Linked DNA regions of Sus scrofa: region 1 is linked to region 2. A link is a contact called in public Hi-C data. All regions are on one chromosome and are shown on one strand. Each heading gives the region's core, a stretch centred on a gene start, on an enhancer-like site or on the middle of the called end of the contact. The rest is flanking DNA. Distances are from core to core; before and after follow the strand shown.

Region 1 (7,024 bases), core at 4,045-6,544, 430 kb before region 2:
ACGTAAAATGTTTCACATTTTACTCCAGGAGCATGTTATTTTAAAGAAATAGATCTTTCTTCTCTGTTTGACAGGTCTTGCACTTCACTATTTTGCTTTTGTCAGAAAATATTTTTAAATGTGTGGATAATTCTCCAAGTGAAAATAACCTTTCAAACAAAATATTGAGCCACCTGCTTTGAATACCATTGAGAAAATTTATTACTTGATGTAAGAACAAATAGTCAAATCTTGTAAACATGGTCAATATAATATTTGGACTTCACTCGAATTGACAGATGATATTACTCTTGCCTGATAGTTAGCACGTGTGGTGTTTTCAAATAAAGAGGAAGGAAGCTTTAGTGGATATTCCACCAAAATTAAAGAAAGATGCTGAATCAGAAAAGTCATTAGCTTAGCTCCAAATCCAGGAAGATGCCTATTTCTACTGTGAGTAAGGTTTGCCTGTTTCATGTAGCCTATAAATGTTATGGGATGGAAATAATTTTAATTGATTTTTTTGTTTAAAAGATCATTTCTTATTTTTAAAGCTACATTTTCAGGCATATGCACTGCAAATTACAGGGTCAATATTAAGTATTCAAGATGAAAATCAGCTCTTTTGATCTAAAGCTGCTTTCAGACTGAAGATTTAGTGTAAACCAAGTTTTTGTCCCATACATATATGCAACTTCATTTATCTTCATGTTTCATTTTAGAATATTGAGGGGATTACTCCTTGAGTTATCACTTAAAGTTAATATCTACTTATGCTAAAAACTGGTTCTCTACAGCTTTCTCCCTTTCCACTTTCCTGACAGTGATCAAATTCTCCCAGTCAACATTAGGAACTGAATCTTCCCAGGCATTTCCCCTACTACCTTTCTATTCTCAAGGGAATTAAGCACTTTCACTGGTTACCTTCTTCACCTGATTTTCTCACTGAGAACACAGTTGCTTCCTTTTCCAGCAATATATCTCTGCCTTTGCTCAGCCACATCCCTGCCATTTCTCAACCAAATCAATCTGCACAACGTCTCAGCCAAATTAACATATTGACAGCTCTGTGTTTAAAATTTCTTGTCAGAACTTGTGTAAGTCATTGTAATTTCTACCTCCCAGGTCTCAGATATGCCTTTGAAATCACACAGAGTAAGTGGACTTCCTCTTTCAGAACAGTATATTAATTAAGACTATGAGTTTCAGAATTAAACTGGAGTTGCAGCATGGCTCAGCAGGTTAAGGTTCTGGCATTATCACTGCTCTGGCTCTGGTTACAGCTGTGGCACAAGCTTAATCCTTGGCCTGAGAAGTTCCATAAACCATGCACATGGCCAAAAAAAAAAAAAAAGGAAAACCAAAAGCTAGAATCAGATCGTGTCTCTTCAAATCCCATCTCCCCCTTTGTACCTGTAAGAACTTAATCATTCTTAAACTTGCTTGCCAATATTTATTTGAATACTGATTCTTTGTGCTTATACGAGTTTCCTATTGCTATTGTAACAACTTACCACAAAACTAGTGGTTTAAAATGACACGAATTTATTTTCTTACAGTTATATTGGTCAGAAGTATTTAGTGGATCTCACTGAACTAAAATCAAAGGGTAGGCATAGCTGTATTGCCTTTCTGGGAGCTCTAGAGGAGAATCCATTCTCTTGACTTTTCAGCTTCTAGATGCTGCTAATATTCCTTGGCCCATTGTTCCCTTCCATCTTCAAAAGGAGCAAAATTTGTTTAAGCCTTTCTTGCAATGCCATCTCTCTTGTTCTGACTCTTCTGCCTCCCTCTTCTATCATTTATGCACTGTTGTGATCACATTAGGCAAAACAGGAAAATCTCCCTATCTTTATTAACAACCTTAACTCCATTTACAAACTAAGTATTCTTTTGCTGTATAAACTAAGGTGGTCAAAGGTTCAAAGAATTACACCATGGACATATTTGGAGGACTATTAATCTGCCTACCACACCATTCAATACTGTGTTCTATTTTTCTCCATCCTTTTTTTGATTTTGTGTTTTGTTTAAACCTATTAATATAATCCATGATATCAATCTACTTAATTCATAATGATAAGATCAATGAACACTTAGTTTATGTAAGAAAAAAAGAGTGCTCAGTCTGAACATTAAAAGGTAAGAAAAATAAACACAGTTGGAATAAAGAAGGAAGGTCATTGGAGACAGAAGAAATTCATGAAAAAAGAATAAGCAAACTAAACATAAATTTTAGTAAAGTTCTGGAAGCAAGAACTTCATTTTAGAAATGAATAAAAAGACTTAACCACCCAAGGCAATCTACAGATACAGTGCAATCCCTATAAAATTACCAATGGCATTTTTCACAGAACTAGAACAAAAATTTGTTTAACTTTGTATGGAAACACAAAAAACCCTGAATAGCCAAAGCACTGTGAAAAAGAAAAACAGAACTAGAAGATCGGGATCCCTGACTTTCAACTATACCATAAAGCTACATAATCAAAACAGTATGGCACTGGCACAAAACAGAAATATGGATCAATGGAACAGTATAGAAAGCCTAGAGATAAACCCATGCAGTTATGGTCAACTAATCTATGACAAAGGAGGCAAGAATACACAATGGAGAAAAGACAGACTCTTCAATAAGTGGTGCTGGGAAAAGTGGACAGCTACAAGTAAAAGAATGAAATTAGAACATTCTCTAACACATACACAAAAATAAACTCAAAATGGATTAAAGATCTAAATGTAAGATCAAATACTATAAAACTCTTAGAGGAAAACTTGTGTGCATTGTGTCAATCACTCATTGAAATAAATCACAATATCTTTCTTGACCCACTTCCTAGAGTAATAAAAATAAACCAATTAGACCTAATCAAGCTCAAAAGATTTTACACAGCAAAAATGAAAGACAACTCACAGAATGGGAGAAAATATTGCAGATACAACCCACAGAATGGGAGAAAATATTGCAAAGAAGCAAACAACTAGGGATTCATCTCTAAAATATATAAATATCTCCTACAGGTTTATATCAAATAAACAACCCAATCAAAAAACAGAAGATTTAAACAGACGTTTATACAAAGGCAGACAGATGGCAAACAAGCTTATGAAAAAATGCTCAACATCACTAATTATTAGAGAAATATAAATCAAAACTACTATGAGTTACCATGTCACACCAGTATGAGTGACCATCATCAAAAAATCTACGAATAATAAATGCTGTCGAAGTTGTGAAGAAAAGGGAACACTCCTACACTCTTGGTGAGAATGTAAGCTGGTACAGCCACTATAAAGAACAGTATGAAAGTTCCTTAAAAATCCAAAAATAGAGCTACCATATGATCCTACAATTCTACTCCCAGGCATATATCCAGAGAAAACCATAACTTGAAAAAATACATGTACCCAAGTGTTAACTGGAACACTATTTACAGTAACCAAGACATAGGAGAGAACTTAATGTTAACTGATGGTTGAATGAACTGACAAATGACACATATAAAATGTAATATTACTCAGCCATGAAAAAGAATGAAATAATACTATTTTCCAAAACATATATGAACCAAAAATTACATATTAAGTGAAATAAGCCACACAAAGATAAATATCACAGGGTATCACTTATATGTAGAATCTAAAAAATGATACAAATGAACATATTTATAAAACAGAAACAGATTCACAGACATAGAAAAAAAATTTATGGTTACCAAAGGGGATAGTGAGGGAGGGAGAGAAAAATTAGGAGTTTGGGATTAACGTATATTATATATATATGTTAACAAATGCTGGAGAAGTTGTGAAGGAAAGGGAATACTCCTACACTCTTGGTGAGAATGTAAACTGGTACGGCTTTTATGAACAATAGATAACAAGGACCTGCTGTACAACACAGAGAATATACTCACTATCTTGTAATAACCTATAATGGAAGAGAAGATAAATATATGAATATATGTTTATGTATATATATATATAACTGAATCACTATATAATAAGTTATATATGCTGTATACCTGAAACTAATATATTATAAATCAACTATACATCAATTGTAAAAAATAAAATCTGCCAATGACCTTCTTAGTCTTAATGAACAAGGAAGATCTTTGTTTTAAATTGAGCACTGACATGTTAAGAACAACATTTTTAGATATTATTTAAAAAGATCAAATTTCAACATGTTGAGTTTAAACTAAAACAGACAGGCACATAACAGCTCATGCCTTATCATTCTTTGTTATATTATCACCAAAATCATACACCAAAGGCTTGTGAAGGAGATTACAACTGCCTGGCGCCTACCTACAGCAATAAAAATTTCCAAATGAAGGAGGAAAAAATGTAACTTTTTATTTTTTTATTTTTTTTTACAGTTATCACTTCATTAACCTTTATTTATTTATTTATTATTTTCTTTATTTTTTCATTATAGCTGGCTTACAGTGTTCTCCCAACTTTCTACTGTACAGTGTGTTGACTCGGTTGCACATGTATGTATAGGTTCTTTTTTCTCCCATTGTCATGCCTTGTCACAAGTGACCAGACATAGTTTCCAGAGCTATACAGCAGGATCTCATTGCCTATCCCATTGCCTATCCATTCCAAAGGCAAAATGTAATTTTTAAAATAATATCTTTAAACTGTTCAAATGAGATCTGTAATTTAAAACTTTTAATATCCAAGAAGATTAATAATTAAAATAACTTCCTTGGGAATAAAAAAATTAAAAAACTAAAATAAGGATTATAAATTCTTTCACAATGGAAAACATACCACACAAGACCATTTGAGACTGAAAGAGGTCACAGTTAATATTTACACTGAGACAAAAGAAGCAAGTTATGACTTCCCAGAACAAACTTGGAAATATGGTCACCCTGTGTATAACAAAGTTGCACAATCCGTGTGAGTGGAGACCCCAATATTAAGTTTATATTCACATGTTTATTATAATTTCATATTGCTGATATGTAATGGATAGATGATAGATAGATACATAGATAGTAGAGGAACAGGGACAAAGATAAATATAGTTTTGTATTTCAATGAATATTACCTTGACTTTAATTTGATTTGCTACTTTCAGATGCCAGGGAATAAATGCAATATGAATCAAAAAGCAAAATTATATTGGCCCTAGGTAATTGACGTTGAATTATAGAAGCAAGTATCACATAATAAATACTAGAAAAGCCTCAAGTTCAAGAATGGGCAACACGTCAAGAGTTTTGGGAAGCACGATTTTGGAAGAAAACAAGTGAAAGCCTTTTAAAGTGCTAGGAGAGTCCACAGAAAGAAGACTAGAGGGAAAAATGGGAAAGGAAATTAGCATCATTGAATTGGATACTTACAATGAGTGAATTTCACAGCACATAAATTACACCTTAAGAAAACTGTTAAAAGAGAATTTTAAAACATGACACAATATTGTGTTTTTATTTTATCACATCATCTTTTGTTTTAGTAACCATTATTTTGTGAATCATAGACATGCCTTTTATATGACTGTTGAATAACAGTGTCAGAGAATGGTGGTTAATGGCTCTTTGTCATATTGAGGGCCTCTCTAGGGATATGCTAGAGGGTTCAGCCATTGATCAAGTCATAGTCAATAAATGTGTTCATTATTTGGATTGAGACATCTAAGTTTATTTATCAAAAGTTCAGATAACTCCAAATTGAAAGTTACTGTTAAGGTGACGACAGATTCAGATAAGTTATTTTGACAAGTTAAAAAGCTAGACCAGAGTTAGCAAGATTATATGTAAAATTTTATCTATTTTTTAAGTATAACATATCTAAGATGAGCGGTTTCCTGAGGTATAACAGGCATGAAAGAATGGTTTCAAACAGCACAGGTTATTTCTTGCTCATGCCCATCCCTGGGGCTTGACATAAATTTGGCAATGGGGCTCTGTGCTTAGACACATTTAGGTTTAAAAGCAAAGCAGCACCATCTCAGTAATCTCTGGTAGGTGTAGCAAAAAGAAAGCAGACGTAGCTAAATATCTCCCTGGCTCTTAGAAATCCAGCCAGAAGTGACAGATGACACTTCCCCTCACAATCCATGTTCCAAAGGAAGTCATGTAATCACATCAACTGCAAGTGGGTAGGGAAATTCTATCATACTCTGTGCCCATCATGTGAATCACAAATATATGACCAACAACACTAATATCTATTGCAAATTGTTGAAAGAAATTAATGACTGTTGTTGGCAGATTTCTCAGATGGCCTCCAAGATTCCTGTATTCTAGTCCTTCTCCTAGAGATAAGCCGTAAATAATCCCTTCCTTTCCAATGTTTACTTAAACTTGTGAATATCATGGATTTCTGATGAGGCCTGCTCCTCAACCCAGGTTCCAAAGTCAGCAGTGCTGCAGAAATAAGAAGAAAGAGACACAGACATAGAGTGGGGATCAGGGGGCTACCGCCTTCAAGAGGCAATAGCAACCCTCTGAGCCAACTCATGGTTTTTATTTACTATTTCCAACTTCCTTGTATGTGCAGGGGATACATCGGTATTTTACTTCAAACTTATTGGAAGCAAGATATGCTAGGACAGTCATTCCTAAGCACATAAAGTAATCATAAATGTTTTAGCCCTCCCAGGCCGTAATTTGTTGTTTGCTTCAAGCCGTCTCTGGCCTCTCCCATAAACCCCCCAAGGCTCCAGTCCTGAGAATGTCAGAGCTGATGGTTTTCCATCAGCAACATCAGTGCTTCAGCAATCTTGTTTTCAAGATGCTAGTTTTTGATGCTGTTCTCATTCGTTTTGCCTCAAGGGTCATGAGAGAGTCACAAGACTTTGTAAAGTATAGACTGACCTTCTACAGCCACTCTATGGCGCCAGTCTTTTCTTTCCATTCTTTGTCATGTTGCATATTCATGCCTCCAACAGATTTCACTCCTGTGATTAGGTTACTTTATATGACCAAAGTCATATCTGCAGCTTGTATTCAACCACTGGCCTGGGAATGTCTATATGCAGCCTGGGTGATCACTAAAATATATATACATATGTAATATATATATA
Region 2 (7,473 bases), core at 2,433-4,932:
TCCTGCACACAGCCATTAGAATACACTGCCCGTATAGAAAGTAAAAGAGAGTTGAATGGATAGTTAACACTAGGAATGTTTTATAAAATCAGTTAGATTTTCACCTTTTTAAATTGGTTTAGTAACAGTCTTTCCTTAAAAGGCTAATAAGTGAACTAAGTGAGCCTTGAAAGCTATATCCAGCAATAAACTTGAGGACTAAAGATTTTTTACACCCTTCGGTCACCATCAAGTTGAAGTTTCCATTCTCTCCATAACAAAGGCAATACCTAGACATCAGGCCTATTCTCAAACAGTGAGCTCAGAAGCTCCTGATCCATCTCTGAAATGATCTATCTCTGAGAAAGTTCTGCTTTACAATAATCTATCAGAAACAATCAAATAAATCTGTTTCCTCGTATTTTCAACACAATCGAAGCAATATACAAAAATTACAAACTCCAGCACTCATGCCAGTCAGCAGCCATATATGTACACATTCTTCCCCAGCAGGGCACTGAACACAGATATAATAGGTTTTCCTTTACCTTTTCTACAGTATTTTATACTTTTCACCTTGGGATGTAATCAAATCTTCCTAATCTTCCAAATCTTCAAAAATCACATTTACTGTGACAATAGCAATACGACAAACAGTTGAGAAATGTGATATTATGATTAGCTCAATATTACATATAATTTAAGACTATGCCACATTTAATGTTATAGGCAATTTAACATAAGTTACTACTTTTCTGAGTAAAAAATCATAAAGGGTATTCAATAGTAAAATTATCTTAAGCAGCACTACATAATCTTGAATCAACAAATCAAATCAACAACAGTGGGGGGTTCCCATTGTGGCTCAGCAGTAACAAACCCAACTGTTATCCCTGAGGATGTGAGTTCTATCCCCAGCCTTGCTCAGTGGGTTAAGGATTTGGGGTTGCTGTGAGCTGTGGTGTAGGTTGCAGAAGTGGCTTAGATCCCACATTGCTATGGCTGGGGCGTAGGCTGCAGCTCTGATTCGACCCCTAGCCTGGGAACTTCTATATGCTATAGGTATGGCCCTAAAAAGCAAAAAAAAAAAAAAAAAAAAAAAAAAACCCAAAAAACAAAACAAAACAAAACAGTCTATACAGTTTTTACTCCAGGTAAGATTCTACACTAGGATAGATCCAGCACTTTCTTTATGTATGTCAATGATTTCTTTTCAGTTTGGAATATAAAAGATGTGAGCAATGAAACTGCATTACACTGTCCTTACTGGAAACCTGGGAGTTAATTCTCACCTGTATTTTCTTAGTTAGAATCCTGGGCTCCACAGCCAACCTGCCTGCTTTGATTCTGAGCTATTCTACTTCAGGAGAATACAGAGCTTTAAGGTCTTGGCAAGTTCCTCAACCTCTCTGTGCCTCACATTCCTCAACTGTGAAAGAGAAATAGTAGTTCTAACTCACAAGATTGTAATAAAGTTTAAATGAGTTAAAATATATGAAGCACTTAGAACACTATCAGGCATACAGCAAATGCTCAACCTGTGTTAATTAACATTGTTTCTATTACATTAAATTAAGATGTTCAATAGAATTAATTCCAGGCATTTCCACTTTACAGCATATAATTTTTCCTATAATCCCAGTAATCAGCAAAAATGAAGAAACTGAAATATACCTCATTCTTGCCTAAGAAGATTGCTTGGGATTGTCTCAACACTGTTATAAAATCTGTGCTACAAACAAGCAATAAAGACCAGAAACCCATTTATGAATAGGCAAAGACTGTTTTAGTAATTTCCTTTAGTCATGGGACAAACAATTTCACTCATGCCACATACAGGAGCAAGTAAGTTCTATGAATAGAGTTGTTGTAATATTAAAACATTCAAATGTCCCAAAGAGTTTTATCTGTAACCTGGAGTTCTTACAAGCTGGTTCTCAATTTCATGCAAATCACTGAGTATACATTTGATACTGGAAGTTCTTTGAATCTATTCTGCCTTATTCACAATAAAAGAGGGGAGAAGTAGAAATGTGGCTTCTTGTAAAATTTTATCCAATTTCCATACCTGGTCTCCTATAATATATCTAAAATATAAAGTCCCTCAAGACTCCAACTGGGAGAAACAAGTAGGACCACGAGAAGAAACTGACTTGCAATTGTTTAAAAGAGGGAATGAATGTACGGACATTAGAAACCTAAAACAAATTCAAATTTCTAAATGCTATAAACATTGAGAAACTATTAACACCTAGTATGAATTCAACAGTGAAAAGTTCCCATGGAAAATGTCTCCACTGAGATCACTTAGGGTCTGTCTCTGCAGCAGCCACCTGCAGAGGGACAGCCTTGCATGCCACTGACATCAGTTCAGGTGCATGCAATTTGAGGACAGGAAATAAGTTCACAAAAGTATCCAGCTTCCTTAAAAAAAAAATGGCAGTTTATTCCCCCCTAACTTGAGCATGACTAAAACAAATACTATAAAATTCCATTCCAGTGAGTAGTTTATTTGGTCATTTGAATACATCACTCTAAGGACAATCTCTCCTGAGAATATCTGTCTGTGGGGCCATGACTTATTTTGTTTATCCATTATTTCACTTAATTGACTAGATTAAAGACTTTTAAAAAATCTGAATAATGCTTATGAGCAGATTATAATATCTTAATTAAATGTTGGCAGCCCCCGATGCATTAGTGACTGCCTTTTTTTTAATCCCCCTTATATAACAATCTGCTCAACTGAAAACATATCTAAAGTTTCTATTTAAAGCTAAAGCACTGTTTCACACTTTAGTGGCTCATTTCTTACATATTTTTTAAAAAGAAGAATAGGTAAAAATCTTTTTTAAAAAAAAATGTGTTTTCATTTAATAATATTTTTTCAATAAATTCCCATGGCAAACATTAAAAAATAACTTTAGTCTGACAAGCTTTTATTTTTATTTTTAATTTTTTTTTCTCTTTTTTTTTAGGGCTCCACCTTCAGCATATGGAAGTTGCCAGGCTAGGGGTCTAATCAGAGCTGCAGCTGTTGGGCTACACTACAGCCAAGGCAACAGAGGATCCAAGCCATGTCTGCAACCTACACCACAGCTCACGGCACTGACAGATCCTTAACCCACTGAGTTGAGCCAGGGATCGAACCGGTATCCTCAAGGATACTAGTCGGGTTTGTTACTACTGATCCACAATGGGAACTCTCCAGTCTGACAAGCTTTTAAAAGTGGATATTTGCTACACATAATCTAAAAGACATAATCAGATTAGATCTATCGCATCTCTAATCTGAATGACAATTATTTCGTTCTTCATTTTGGTTAAAATAAGACTACCAAAGCACCTACAGTGACTATGTTACATAGTATATGACCTATGCAACACCTAAAAACAGGAGAAATATAAAGTAATACTGCATTATAACAGACTTTGTCATACTGTCATGCCCAAATTCCCTCCAAACTCCCCCAACAGTGTTAGTTTCCTTCCTAGGTCATAAAACATGTAATCACTGGTACCAAGTGGCTATCCGTAAACCCAGTTCACATATTAAATCCTGAACCACGTGTTCATTGATTTCCTTAAGTTATGACTGGCTATGATTCATTTTAAGACATCTAATTAATTGCACCTACTGGCCTTGATTTTAAACCAAGTTCTACCACTAGAACCTTTAAACAGCTCAATAGCTCCCTCTAGCCTCCTTTTATATACTACACCCGCAGGTCACAATCAAAGGTTAGAGGCCTATTGTGGGATTACTCTTTCTTGGCTAAACTTGTTAAACTCATCAAGATATTCCACTGGTTCAGACCCAAGAATGCACAATGCCAAATGGTCGTGGTGAGGCACTAAGACAGAGAACGTCCATTCAGAGTGATAAATGACAGGAAGCAGCAATCAAACGTGATTTCATGAATAACCCCAAAATCTATAACTTTCCCAAGGAAAAGAAGGCAAAAGAAAAAAGAGTATCTCACATATTTTTACACAATAGTTTATCTTTTAACCTAGAATATGTTTGCTGTTTGCATAAGCTGCATATTTTATAAAAGAAATACGGTCTGATTTTTCACATTCAAAATCAAATGTGTTGTAAAGAACAAAAATAACCCTCAAAGATCCAGGTGCCAAAATTATTTTCCACAGTGGGCAAAAGGGACATACAGTACAGGCATTTCATTTCACTATAAAATATGTGTAATTTTTATATATAGATAGATTGGAATTTTGAAACCCCTCCCCCCAAAATTATTTTGGTCTTGATCTTATTCCAACTTGCCTTTTTATGATTGAGGTACCACTTGTAGATACATATTTTTCAAAATAACATCAAGCCATGTTTTTAACATTGAAATTTTAAAGTTTGATACCTTGGCCAAAATTGATTTTAAAATTACATATAATTTGCTGCCAGTGTTTTTAGTACTCAGCAGAAGGCTAGGATCATTTCCAAAATGGAACGTCCTGTGTCACTACAGATGATAACAAATGTTAGATTTAAGCTGCACTTTCTATATTTCTTCATGATAGGTATTTCAGGGAAAAAAGTCTGAACACTTTATATTTGTGATCTAGTTGCCCCAAAATTTACAGGACAAATATGTACATTGTTCCCCTTGCCCGTATAAATTAAGATCGGAGCTAGAAGCAACAGAATTTCAAATTTGGAAATGACCTTAGGGACAGTTTAGTTCAATTCTTATTTTTGCAGATGAAGGCATTAAAGAAATGATTTGTCCAAGATCAAGGATATGTTAGTTCAAGAACCAAGTTAAAGGCCATGCCCCTTGACCTTCTCTTCCCAGGGCTCCCTTATACTTTATCACTAGCTATCTCCTATTCCCAATGTTATATGAACAAGATTTTTTTAAACTTCCCTGTCACTGAATAAAACATATTATATATTTTTCTGCCTATCCTCCTCCTTCTCCTATTAATTAAAAAAAAAAAAAAAAAGACCTTTCTGTTCTGGATTTGGAGGTAACATAGAGATGGCCTAAGTTATATGTCAAATTATACTCCTATTTTGAATAGAAGGTACTTGGGCCTAGAGCCAATTAAAATAAACAGGTCCATTGTATCTAAAGGTCTGTTTCTTTTCCAGTATGTTAGAAAAGATGAACAGATTTCAACAAACTCAGTCTTATAAAAGAAGGTGTGAGCTGAACTTGACATTCTATGATAGTAACAGATGACGAGACAAAATGTGAAAATCACATTCCTGAACTAAACTGTCTAAGAAAAACCCACGGGAAGAAAATGTACTGATGTTAGCTTGGTTTATTTTCAATATATTACACTTTGAAAAAATTGAAAAGTATTAAAAAGAAATCTTCCTAGACCAGCTGGTATATCCTCACCTGATAGACTTTTATGTAATTAGATACTATCCTGCCAATTACCTTTGAAGCAGCATTTTTTTTTTACTAATAATAACGACATCTAAAAAAGTATGGAGTGTTTAACCATGTGAAGGAATGTTCCTATCTATCTATCTATCTATCTATCTATCTATCTAATATGATATACATTTAATCATCAGGACTACCATATAAGACTAATACCATTAGTATCTCCATTTTATAGATACATACACTGAGGCTCACAGAGATTAATCATCTTGTCTGTTATTGACTTAAAGATTAACTTGCAAGTAAAAGGCCTGGGGTTTGAATCCAAGCAATTTAGTGCTAGAATAGGTGCTCTTTTTTTAATTGAAGTATAGTGGATTTACAATGTTGTATTAGTTTCTGGTATACAAAAAAGTGATTCAGATCTTTCAGATTCTTTTCCATTATAGGTTATTATAAGATACTAAATACAGTTCTCTGTCCTGTACAGTAGGACCTTGTTTATCTATTTTACAGATAGTAATTGATCCCTCCCCCTCTTTCTTCTTTGGTAACCACTGTTTGCTTTTTATGTTTGTGAGTCTGTTTCTGTTCTATAAATAAGTTCATTTGTATCATTTTTTAGATTCCACATACAAGTGACAGCATATGATATTTGTCTTTCTCTGATTTATTTCACTTAGTACAATAATCTCTAAGTGCAACCATATTGCTGCAAATGGCATTATTTCATTATTTGCTATATTTTTATATGAGTAATCAGAATATGTGCTCTTAATCACTATACTATACCATAATAAAATGATTTGATGAATATAACTACATTCATAGATATTTAAAATGACTTATAATGAAAAGTAACATGAAAAATGATTTTCTCAATTTGAAATATATGTGCTAAAGGGTGAAAAGCTCTGGAAGGTGCATCATGAAATAAACCTTTGTCTTCTGACACTGAACAAGTTTAAATGATTGATTTAAATGTTCAATGGCTTTTATAAAAAAATTTTTGTCTAGATATAATTTCAACTAGTTATTTACCAAATAGTCTGAACAGGTAAATTTTGAGTAGTTAGGGTAGGTTAGGGAGTAAAATACATTTACAGAAAATAATTGACTAATTCAACTTAGGAGAAAATAAGTATACCACTGAAAAAGTACATTAAAGTTTTCTTATGTAATAACCTGAAATAGCATGAATAAGAAAAAGTAGAAACTTTAGATCTATCACTTTTAACCTGACTCTAGAGATTAAAAATAAAAAGGTGTTATTGAACCCAATTCTATTCTTACTTGACAGGAAAGAAGAGACTGAAAGAGAAAACCCAATTGTACAGAGGGATGGACTTGGATGGCTGTTCTCTGTGGATTTCTCAGGGATATTAAGAAACAATCTACCTCACTGGCATTGGTTCACTTGTAAGCATTTCATGAATAACCCTAGATCTGGGCAACCTGACCAAGCAACTCTGAACAGAGAAAGACACAATTTAAGTGAGACATCTATGGGAAGCTGAAGAATCTGAAGACTATTGAGTCTTTTGGACTCTTGGTCAGAGTTCTTGGCTCTTATGAATTTGAATGGCCAGCATACTTGGGATTCTGAAGCTTAGAATTCTGCTGAAGTTAAAAATCTTTATGAATCAGTTATGCAGCCCCTGCTGTTAACCAGTATAAAATTGCTACAGTGGAGAATTATGGGATGGAGTCAGCCCAGAGTCCCTTACTCAAGGAGGCTGTCCAGAACATGGTGTCATCATCGTTCCACGAGCAAATAAAATGATGCATGTTGATTATTTAAGCAAGTAGAAAATAAGAGAAATGAGAAAAGGCCCCAACATCTGACATTTTAAAATCCATAAATGTAATTTTTATCTCTGAAATGTCTTACCACTAATCACTGCTAAGATTATATGCAATACAAAGTTAATCCAAGCAAATTCTGTACTTTTAGATAGATTCATATAAACCTGACAAAGCTGAATAAAACTAAATCAGTTAAAGAAACATAAACAAGAAAAATGTAGAAGGGTTACACTCACAATTCATAGTAAATAGCTTTTCAAAATCTAGATTATCTCTTCTTTAATTATGAGCAAAAAAAATCAATTTTTCTTTATCAAGTTCTTTTGTTATC

Evidence for each region. A called contact is a pair of places that touch in the nucleus more often than the background predicts.
Region 1: a Hi-C map of fetal heart ventricle shows a contact between it and region 2, with 3 times the contacts expected there. The contact joins two enhancer-like sites. A contact is called at or near these places in 4 of 47 Hi-C or Micro-C datasets (embryonic fibroblasts, fetal heart ventricle, fibroblasts and 1 more).

Annotation. Positions count from the first base shown.
Region 1 is chr4:48,989,126-48,996,149 of Sscrofa11.1, reverse strand. No RefSeq gene overlaps it. Among named protein-coding and RNA genes, the nearest start is that of MMP16, 440 kb to the right of the region's middle. Within about 2 kb of position 5,294, at least 1 of the 83 cell types and tissues checked has an H3K27ac peak or open chromatin away from gene starts, as enhancers often do.
Region 2 is chr4:48,561,055-48,568,527 of Sscrofa11.1, reverse strand. The region is part of intron 1 of MMP16 (matrix metalloproteinase-16); the gene reads right to left. Among named protein-coding and RNA genes, the nearest start is that of MMP16, 8.0 kb to the right of the region's middle. Within about 2 kb of position 3,682, at least 5 of the 83 cell types and tissues checked have an H3K27ac peak or open chromatin away from gene starts, as enhancers often do.